Regions from separate parts of the Mus musculus genome. Here regions 2 and 3 are each linked to region 1. A link is a contact called in public HiChIP or PLAC-seq and promoter capture Hi-C data. All regions are on one chromosome and are shown on one strand. Each heading gives the region's core, a stretch centred on a gene start, on an enhancer-like site or on the middle of the called end of the contact. The rest is flanking DNA. Distances are from core to core; before and after follow the strand shown. Region 1 holds the start of Ccl6 (chemokine (C-C motif) ligand 6). Region 2 holds the start of Ccl3 (chemokine (C-C motif) ligand 3). Region 3 has its middle 20 kb from the start of Ccl5.

Region 1 (2,842 bases), core at 188-2,687:
TGCATGCATAAAAACAGAATAAGTCTAACTAAAATAGTGGCATTCACTTCTTATACCAAAGCAAAAATGAATGATTTTGGCAGTAAGGATTAAGCTATCAACTTATCCAGCAATCATCTTCCATTGTTCTTAGCTGATTTCTTTTATAGAGTTGGTCTACGTCTTTGGAGCTTCCACATCCACAGAGTCAACCAAGAAAACATTTCCTGAAATATAACTGGAACACTAGAGACTTTTTGCCATGATTCCCTGGATAACAATATAGTGACTGTTTACTGACATTTAAGTGGTTTTAAGTCTTAAAAATATCTAGAGATTTTTTTTAAACACACAGATGAAGATGTGTGTGGGTTATAGATATGAAATCTGTGGATTTTGATATCCACATGGGTCTAGGGTCCCAGGACACCCAGAAATGGTGTAATTAGTATGGCGTACTCTAAGGAGGCATGTAGATACATTGTAGCATACTTCATGGGTCTAGGTAGACCTTGCAAAACCCAGAAAAGATCCCAAATGACTATATCTTTCTATACTCCATCCCAGGCTGGTCCCTACCCTAATCCCACCACTCACTAGCCTTAATCTTAAACTTCTGATATAGTTTTCTTATTTATAAAATGACAGCAACCATGATAGTGAGGGAAAATATACAAAATCATTGATGGCTTACTGTTTTCCAGTACAAAAAAAAATATGCAACTTCCCATTGTTTAGTATGACATCTACCCTACAGTAGCTGTCTGTCCAGCACATAAGAAGCACTAGCTAATGCACTTGTCAAATAAAAGAACAGCGTGGTTAAATGGTCTTGGGTTGAATTGATTACCTGCCTGTCCCACTTCTTCAAAATGATGGCTTTGTAGAGGTGGTGTCAGACACTTCAACCATCATGCCTCCTGCAAGACTGCTACCCTCCCACTTATAATTTTACTCCTATTCTTATGAGTTAATGCTTGGTCCTGTGTCAGCTAAATAAACTCGTCAAGCATAATTATTTCCCCAAGTGGGAGCCAGCCTCTGTGTTGCATTTCTTTCAGAGCCTAAAGGCTACAGAGGCAGATCTATAACTTGATGCTGCTTCTTAGGGAATTCCATCACCATGTCAAGGATGGAATATTTCCAGGAGGGCAGTGCTCTCCTTCTCTAGCTCCCCTCCAGTTCTGCAGGTCTCACAGACTTGCCCCCTGGGTTGAGAGGGCTCAAGTGAACTCACCTTGTATGAGGCCAGCCTGGGACCCAAGGACAGCCACAAGGATAAAGAATGAAATGGCAGTCTTGGAGTTTCTCATCCTCCTGGAGGACAGGCCCAGCTGGTCTGAGAATTTTTGCTCACTCCTCCCTGATTCTCTGGCCTGCCCTGGTATTTATAAGCTAGGAGGTTCAGGAAGTGCCAGGGTAGAGTTCAGAATGCTGTCCCTGGCTACATAATACACAACAGGCTAGTTCTAAAAGAGGGAACAAGATTGAAAATGCAACAGGAAGTGGAGGGCCAAGAATGCAACAGGAAGCGAGGGCAAAGGTCATGGTGGGCTAGAAAAACAGGGGCAACGAGGGGATGTTAGAGAGAAAGGAGCCTTAGAGGTCTTCTTGGTGTGTTGGACTACATAGCTAGTAAGTGGTGGAATTAGGATAGGAGCTATCCTGAAAGAGGGTATGAAAAGACATGGTCATTTGCAATATTTTCTGTTTTTGCAAACTCCATCCAGAACATGTTATAAGCTGAGAGTCAAGAATTTCAGCATAATTAACAAAGAAAAGTTGCCTATAGAGAAAACATTCCTTATGTACAGAGATATCTTAAAAAGAATATTAATATAACAATGGATTATGCCGCTTATATACTTATTAAAAAGCAATGGACTATGTTCAATAATATTTGATATTTAGGTATGGCGTAATTCCTTTCACAGATGTGAACATGCAATTTTCTGAGAATCTTACAAATAAGACTAAACATTTCGTTATAGTGAAAGCTACCTCAACTTCCTTGTGGGATCCTCATGACCAAGGGCGATAGCATATGAGCTGCAATCATCCTTAACGAACCTCAAGAACCACTCTCTGATCTCATCTACCAAAAAAAGAGAAAGTTCTTAGCAGCCCTTTGGGCTATAACTTCAGAGGCTACCAAAGTTATACCTGTTGGCTGTTGTACCTCAATTGTAACTTAGCTGTGACTCTCTTGGGAAGTCCATGCCCACACCTGAGTGTGTAATGTCCATTTCCCAAGTGTCTCTATTCACACTCATATATAAGTTTATGTTTTGTTTTGTTTTTTAAAATCTCTTTCTAGTAAACTCCATCACTAGGGTTGGAGAGGCAGCTTAATTGTTCAGAGCACAATCTGCTGCTACAGAGGACCCCAGTTTGATTTTCAGCAACCACAGTGGGCAGCTTGCAACTGCCAGGAACTCCAGCTGCAGAAGGATCTGACTGATGTTTCTGGCCCCTGTGGGCACTTGCACATGCACATGTGTGCTGGTGCACAACCACCACCACCACACACACACACACACACACCACACATGCACACCACACATGCACACACACACCACACACATGCACACACACATATACATAATTAATGATAGCAAATAAATATTTTTAAACCCTCCCATGCTGCTTCATATTGTCTGTCCTGAAATTTTTTTTATACAGTCAAGCACCCTGCTTCATCTGTACTTAGGGCTCTGGAAAGAACTTCCCAGACTGGCACATGTAGCAGCATGGAGCAGTGCCCAGTTCATGCCCAACTTACTACTGCTATTGACGTCTTTTCTGGTGACTGCAAATGGTCCGGCTCCGAAGCAGTGTTGGTGAATTCCCTTGACGGCCTCTT
Region 2 (2,842 bases), core at 185-2,684, 56 kb after region 1:
CTGTCACCAAACAGTGTGACCAACTGGGAGGGAGATGGGGGTTGAGGAACGTGTCCTGAAGTCTTTCAGAATAAATAGTCACAAATACAAGTATGACAATAAAATAAATTACAAAATTAAATAGTATTAAACCAATAGGATTAAATTAAATAAAATTTCAAGTGAAGAGTCCCTCGATGTGGCTACTTGGCAGCAAACAGCTTATAGGAGATGGAGCTATGCAGGTGGCAGGAATGTTCCGGGGCTCAAGCCCCTGCTCTACACGGGACCCATGGAGGTTTGGGGGGTTCCTCGCTGCCTCCAAGACTCTCAGGCATTCAGTTCCAGGTCAGTGATGTATTCTTGGACCCAGGTCTCTTTGGAGTCAGCGCAGATCTGCCGGTTTCTCTTAGTCAGGAAACTACACAGAGAGAGGTAAGGGTCAAAAAACTTAAATATCCAATGGGAGAGTCTGACTTCCTCTGTGGTTTCTCCATCGCTCCCGTCCTCTCACTGGCACCCTTTAGATGATCCTGTGCTTCCCTTTTTGTGACTGCACCCCCGCCCCCACCCCACGACTGAAAAACCCTCTCTTACACTGTTCCTCACCCCACTTTATCAGGAAAAGCACGAGAACAGAACTTACATGACACCTGGCTGGGAGCAAAGGCTGCTGGTTTCAAAATAGTCAACGATGAATTGGCGTGGAATCTTCCGGCTGTAGGAGAAGCAGCAGGCAGTCGGGGTGTCAGCTCCATCTGTAGGGGAAGAAAGTCATCATTGAACAGGGTAGGACACCTAAAACAACTTAAGAGGCGAGGAAGGTGCTTGGGGTGGGAGTTGGAAGGCTAAGGATCTGAAGGCATTTGGGCATTTGGGACCAGAAATGTCATTGTTTCTGTCTCTGTTCTATCTATATTTTCACTGTGGGCTTTCTCTTTCTCTATGTGTTGCCCTGTGTCTTTCCCACAGCTTTCTCTAATACCAGAAGTCAGCAAAGAAGACACCAGAGCATCACCATAAGACATCCCAGAGGCAGAGCTCCTTAAGAATCCCAGGGCTGGCTAGTAAGTACATGACAACACTATCCTTACTGTGATTTCAAGTTCTGGGTACCTATAAAAGGTTAGACCCTTCCACACCATAGAGAGGAAAATAAAAATCTCAAAGAGAAAGACCAGCTTCTTTTCTCTTGTAGACTCTGAAACCACAGAAAAGACTGCTATGGTCTGCCTTAGACCAGAGACTGGGGACACCTCCTGTAGCAGTGTAGACTCACATGGCGCTGAGAAGACTTGGTTGCAGAGTGTCATGGTACAGAGAAGAACAGCAAGGGCAGTGGTGGAGACCTTCATGATGTTGAGCAGGTGACAGAGGGTGAGCTTGTCAGCAGAACAGAAAAGGGACTGGTACTCGCTGCTGCTTGTATCCTTCTGGTGTCTGAAGCCATATGCCCCTTCTCTTATAGGTAGCCCTAGCAGATGAGGAAATGGAATCCGGGGCTGAGGAGGGAAAATTTTAAGCACAGCAATGGTGTCATGATGGATATTACACAACCCAGGGTCCACAGTGACCACAGGGGCCCAGGATATCTAAGAATAGCATCTCTGAGATATAAGTCTCAGCTCTCAACTCGTGACCTATTCTTTCTTCTTGTGGGGAAGTAGTTTCTCTTATGAGCAGGAGGAGGTAGGACAGTGTCAACCCAGGGCTATTCTTAGCTGGTCCCATCTCATGAGAACCGTTCTGTGAATAAACACTCCAAACCCATTCCTTGCCATGGAACGGAAACTCTCGTTATTTCTCAGCTTCTCTAACCACATGGAAGAATAGCTGTGGATGGTGGCACAACAGCCCCTCCTACCACCACAGTGAGGGACTGAGGAAAAGCATCTCCAGCTCGAGCAATGGGGAAGACGCGGTCACATTTAAGACATTTGTCCAATCATCAGCCGCAAAGTGACTAGGCCACTGGGTTGAACATTAGTTGTGGATCATAAAGATACTTCAAGTGTGGGCGTTAATATGTGAGAAGCCTAAAAATATTTTTTCCATTAAGCTAGAAATAGCCTTTCTAGGAAAGATTTTTGGGGAAACAACCCAAATGTAAAGCCATCTCTAAATATTGAGACAGCTGGTCCATTGTCATTATAACTTGAAACTAAAGAAACAAAACCTTTCACTATGAAAAAATTATAAATTAAATTATAGTATATACATTGGATTGCTTGTTTATGAAGCTCTTAAAATTAAAATGACATAAGTACACTCATAACATTGGTGATAAAAATATCAAGAAACATTGTACAAGTTTTACAAAGTGAAGAATTCTACAAATATCTGGAAATATACAGTTTTTCACACCAAACCCAGGCATTATAAATAAATAATACTGGAATTTTTTTTTAAAAAATCACTAAAAATAAAAACTTTAAAGAATTATTAAAACTTGTGAGATGGGCCTGTGAGTGGTTAATTTTCTTATATTTTGAGATTTTTAAATTTTATTTGGTGAGATATTATCTTCCTGTCCTCTCACATACTCATGTACTCACTTAGTTTAAAGCATTTTCAATATCACTAGTTTAAAAGTAAGCAGTTATCCAGTGTTTTACTTTTAATTGCTTTTAACTTCTGAGACAAGGTCTCACTAGGTAGTCAAAATTATGATCCTTCTGCCTCAGGCTCTGGAGTGCTAGGATTACAAGTGTGTAGCATCATGTTTGAAAGAAGGTGCTTGTGAGTGTGCATGTGTGCATGTGTGTGTGTGTGTGTGTGTGTGTGTGTGTGTGTGTGTGTGTGTGCTTCATGTATGTGAGTGTGTGTGCATGCATGTGCATGTAGAGATGCAAGACTGATGTCA
Region 3 (2,842 bases), core at 194-2,693, 42 kb before region 1:
CCTGTGGTAAATAGATCAGGGTTCCAATTTATCACGCCTCTCAGCAACTGACTAGTACATCCACTCTTTTCACTTGTGATTCAAGACTCAGCCATGACTCTTGGTTTGGTCAATCGGCTAGTTAAGTACATGCACAGACGAGACTGCATCTCTCAGTGTCTCTGTTAGCACCACAGAAAGGTAGGCCTTGGCTGGCCTGCTGGTCTTCAGCACACTAGCTCTTTTGGCCACGATTAGTAGAGCTCAGGTCAGGTTTAGAGGGTGCGACCTGGGGTCAAGTGAGATGAATCCTTTTGTACACTGGGGGTTTGCAGTTGCTAGCCTTTATGTCCTGAGTGATGGGGCTGGGATTTGAACTGAGGTTTGTGTGATACGCACTCTTGTGCTGTACACCAGTGCCTTGTGGGAGATGTGTGCGAAGGCAGCACATAGCTCTCTGGCTTCCATCCTTGCCTGTGCTGTGTTTCGTGACTTCTGTGTGTAACCCACCTGAAGAACATTGATACTGGAGTCTGACGTGGGGGGGGGGGTGATTGGCAGTGGGGCAGGCTACTCAGCATTTGTTTTCCTGGATGAGCAATGCATTAAAGCCCAGTCTATATTTTTAAATCACTCAAGCAGGTCTATGGTAGGCTTCAGAAGTAAGAGTGGTTTTTCACAGTTATTTATTTGTATAGCACAGCATGTGGAAGTCAGAGGATAATTTTCAAAAGTTGATTTCTCTCCTTCCATCATGAGAGCTCTAGGGATGGAACTCAGGTTGTTAGGCCTGGGGGCAAGCGTTTCAACCCCCTGGGCCATCTCACTGGCTGGGCTTTTGTTTCTTACAGCTTTATAGTTCCTCCCTGGTGATGCCCTTATCTCTGTTGCTTGAGGTTGGGTCTCACTTCCTGTTGAGTCATTTTGGATCTTATCTTGGACAAGTGAGTATGGGGGTGACTCTGTGAGTATGGTGGTGACTCTGGAGATTCTACCGCACTGCTCTGATGAGTTTCTGTCTTTGTCTCACCAGACCACAAGCTCGGGTTCAAACTGCACCCTGTCGTGGATAGCGGCTCAGATCTTGGTCTATTTCTTTCGCTGCCAAATGCTTTCAGTCTAACTGAAGTTTGTTTGGTTCAAGCCAGAAGCTTAGACTAAGTGTGTACAAAGAATTTGGGATTTCCCCTCTGTTGGCTTCTCTTTTCTGTGGTTCCCCTCTATTCTCCAGTGGTGACTGTTGCTCCAGGTTCCTTCCTTTGGGCCACTGTCCAGAAATACCACATAGTTTCTACTAAGGTTTTAACGAATTATATCTACCCTCAATGGCAGCTTTAATTGATGTCACATTACTAGAGATTTTTAAGGTCAAAGCCTGGATCCCGGTTACCCCAACAAGCTCTCAAGACACCCGGCTAAAGAGGCAAGCCATTCAACAAAGCAGAGCTCATGGAGGCTCACAGAGACTGAAGCAGCGATCGTGGAGCTTGCGTGGCTCTTCTGCACTAGGTCCTCTACATATATGATACGTGGCTGTTAGCTCGGTGTTGTTGTGGGACCCCTAGCAATGGGAGTGGGGTGTCTCTGACACTCTCATCTCTCACTCTTGGGACCCTTTCCTCCTATTGGGCTGTCTCACCCAGCCCTTACATGAGGGGTCATGCCTGGACTTACTGTGTCTTTTAGGCCATGTTCAGAGGATATTCCAGGAGGTCTGCTCTTTCCTAAAGAGAACTAGAAGAGGAGTGGAGTTAGGGGAGAGGGGAGGTGGAGTTAGGGAGAGAGGAAGGAGTGGAGAGAAGGGAAACTGTGGTCGGGATGTATTGAAAGCAAAACAGAGAGAGAGAGAGAGAGAGAGAGAGAGAGAGAGAGAGAGAGAGAGAGAGAGAGAGAGAGAGAGAGTCATAATGAAAAGCAGAGAAAAGCTGGACGTGGTGGCGCACGCCTTTAATCCCAGCACTCAGGAGGCAGAGGCAGGCGAATTTCTGAGTTCGAGGCCAGCCTGGTCTACAAAGTGAGTTCCAGGACAGCCAGGGCTATACAGAGAGACCCTGTCTCGAAACCCCCCCCCCCCCCCCACAAAAAAAAAAACCAACAACAACCTACTCTCTTAGTTAGGTTTTTACTGCTGTAAAGAGACACCATGACAGGGCAACTCTTATAAAGAACATTTAATTAGGGTTTAATTGAATTAGGGCTGGCTTACTGGTTCTAAGTTTCCATTATCATCATGACATGAAGCATGGCAGCATCCAGGCAGGCATGGTGCTGGAGGAGCTGAGAGTTCTACATCTTGTTCTGAAGGCAAACAGAAGACTGGCTCCCACGTCGCTAGGAGGAGGGTCTCCAAGCCTACCCGCACCGTGGCACACTTTCTCCAACAATACCACACCCACTCTAACAAGGCCACACCACCTAATACTGCCACTCCCTAGGCCAAACATATTCAAGCCACCACACCTGCCAAGTCGTCCTAACTCAGGGTTTCCCCTTTTCCCTTTATGAACTGTCATTTACCTATGGGCTACTTCTGTCTCCTCTTTAGCCAGAGGCAGTCATTTGGCCCTCTGGGGCAAATACCCCTTCCCTCCTCTCCCTTGTTCTTTTCCCCTTCTCCCTTATTCTCTATCTCATGTCCTTGTCTCTTATTCCCTGCCCTCTGTCCCTCTGAGGTAAATAAATCTCCTTTGTGCTGAGGACTTGGTCTCGGTGTTCCTGTGCTGACTCCGATCCTTTCACTGTTTGCATGTTGTCCAGCTGTGATCTTGCGCGCGCTTGACTGGCCAGGAAGAACGACGCTGCAACAGGATCCTTCCGCACACGTTTATTGGGAGAGCTTGATTGCAGAGGCAAAGAGACCCCA

Evidence for each region. Promoter capture Hi-C pulls out the DNA fragments that hold promoters and counts their contacts. HiChIP or PLAC-seq counts read pairs in DNA pulled down with a chosen protein or histone mark.
Region 2: a contact with region 1 is called in a promoter capture Hi-C map of macrophages, with 7 read pairs. The contact joins the promoter of Ccl3 here to the promoter of Ccl6 in region 1. A contact is called at or near these places in 18 of 39 promoter capture datasets (the 3T3-L1 cell line, the C10 cell line, the HPC-7 cell line and 13 more), 12 of 484 Hi-C or Micro-C datasets (the 3T3-L1 cell line, the BV-2 cell line, LSK cells and 9 more), 3 of 115 datasets of contacts at active chromatin or transcription factors (the HPC-7 cell line, epiblast stem cells and microglia) and 5 of 9 other capture datasets (adipose tissue, bone marrow-derived macrophages, liver and 2 more).
Region 3: an H3K27ac HiChIP or PLAC-seq map of the HPC-7 cell line shows a contact between it and region 1, with 3 times the contacts expected there. The contact joins the enhancer-like site here to the promoter of Ccl6 in region 1. A contact is called at or near these places in 7 of 39 promoter capture datasets (the 3T3-L1 cell line, the C10 cell line, liver and 2 more), 8 of 484 Hi-C or Micro-C datasets (bone marrow-derived macrophages, embryonic stem cells, liver and 1 more), 5 of 115 datasets of contacts at active chromatin or transcription factors (CD8 T cells, the HPC-7 cell line, double positive thymocytes and 2 more) and 3 of 9 other capture datasets (adipose tissue, liver and pancreatic islet).

Annotation. Positions count from the first base shown.
Region 1 is chr11:83,591,650-83,594,491 of GRCm38.p6, forward strand. Ccl6 (chemokine (C-C motif) ligand 6) reads right to left here and starts at 1,438. Exons shown (of 4, transcript NM_009139.3): 1 at 1,217-1,438. The coding sequence starts at 1,292. The region is part of intron 1 of E230016K23Rik (RIKEN cDNA E230016K23 gene); the gene reads left to right.
Region 2 is chr11:83,647,944-83,650,785 of GRCm38.p6, forward strand. Ccl3 (chemokine (C-C motif) ligand 3) reads right to left here and starts at 1,435. Exons shown (of 3, transcript NM_011337.2): 1 at 1,259-1,435; 2 at 626-737; 3 at 1-400. The coding sequence starts at 1,334. The coding sequence ends at 310. It also overlaps a transcript of Ccl4 not described here.
Region 3 is chr11:83,549,383-83,552,224 of GRCm38.p6, forward strand. No RefSeq gene overlaps it. Among named protein-coding and RNA genes, the nearest start is that of Ccl5, 20 kb to the left of the region's middle. Within about 2 kb of position 1,444, at least 95 of the 459 cell types and tissues checked have an H3K27ac peak or open chromatin away from gene starts, as enhancers often do. A contact at or near this core is called in CD8 T cells, the HPC-7 cell line, bone marrow-derived macrophages and 1 more, where this site is marked.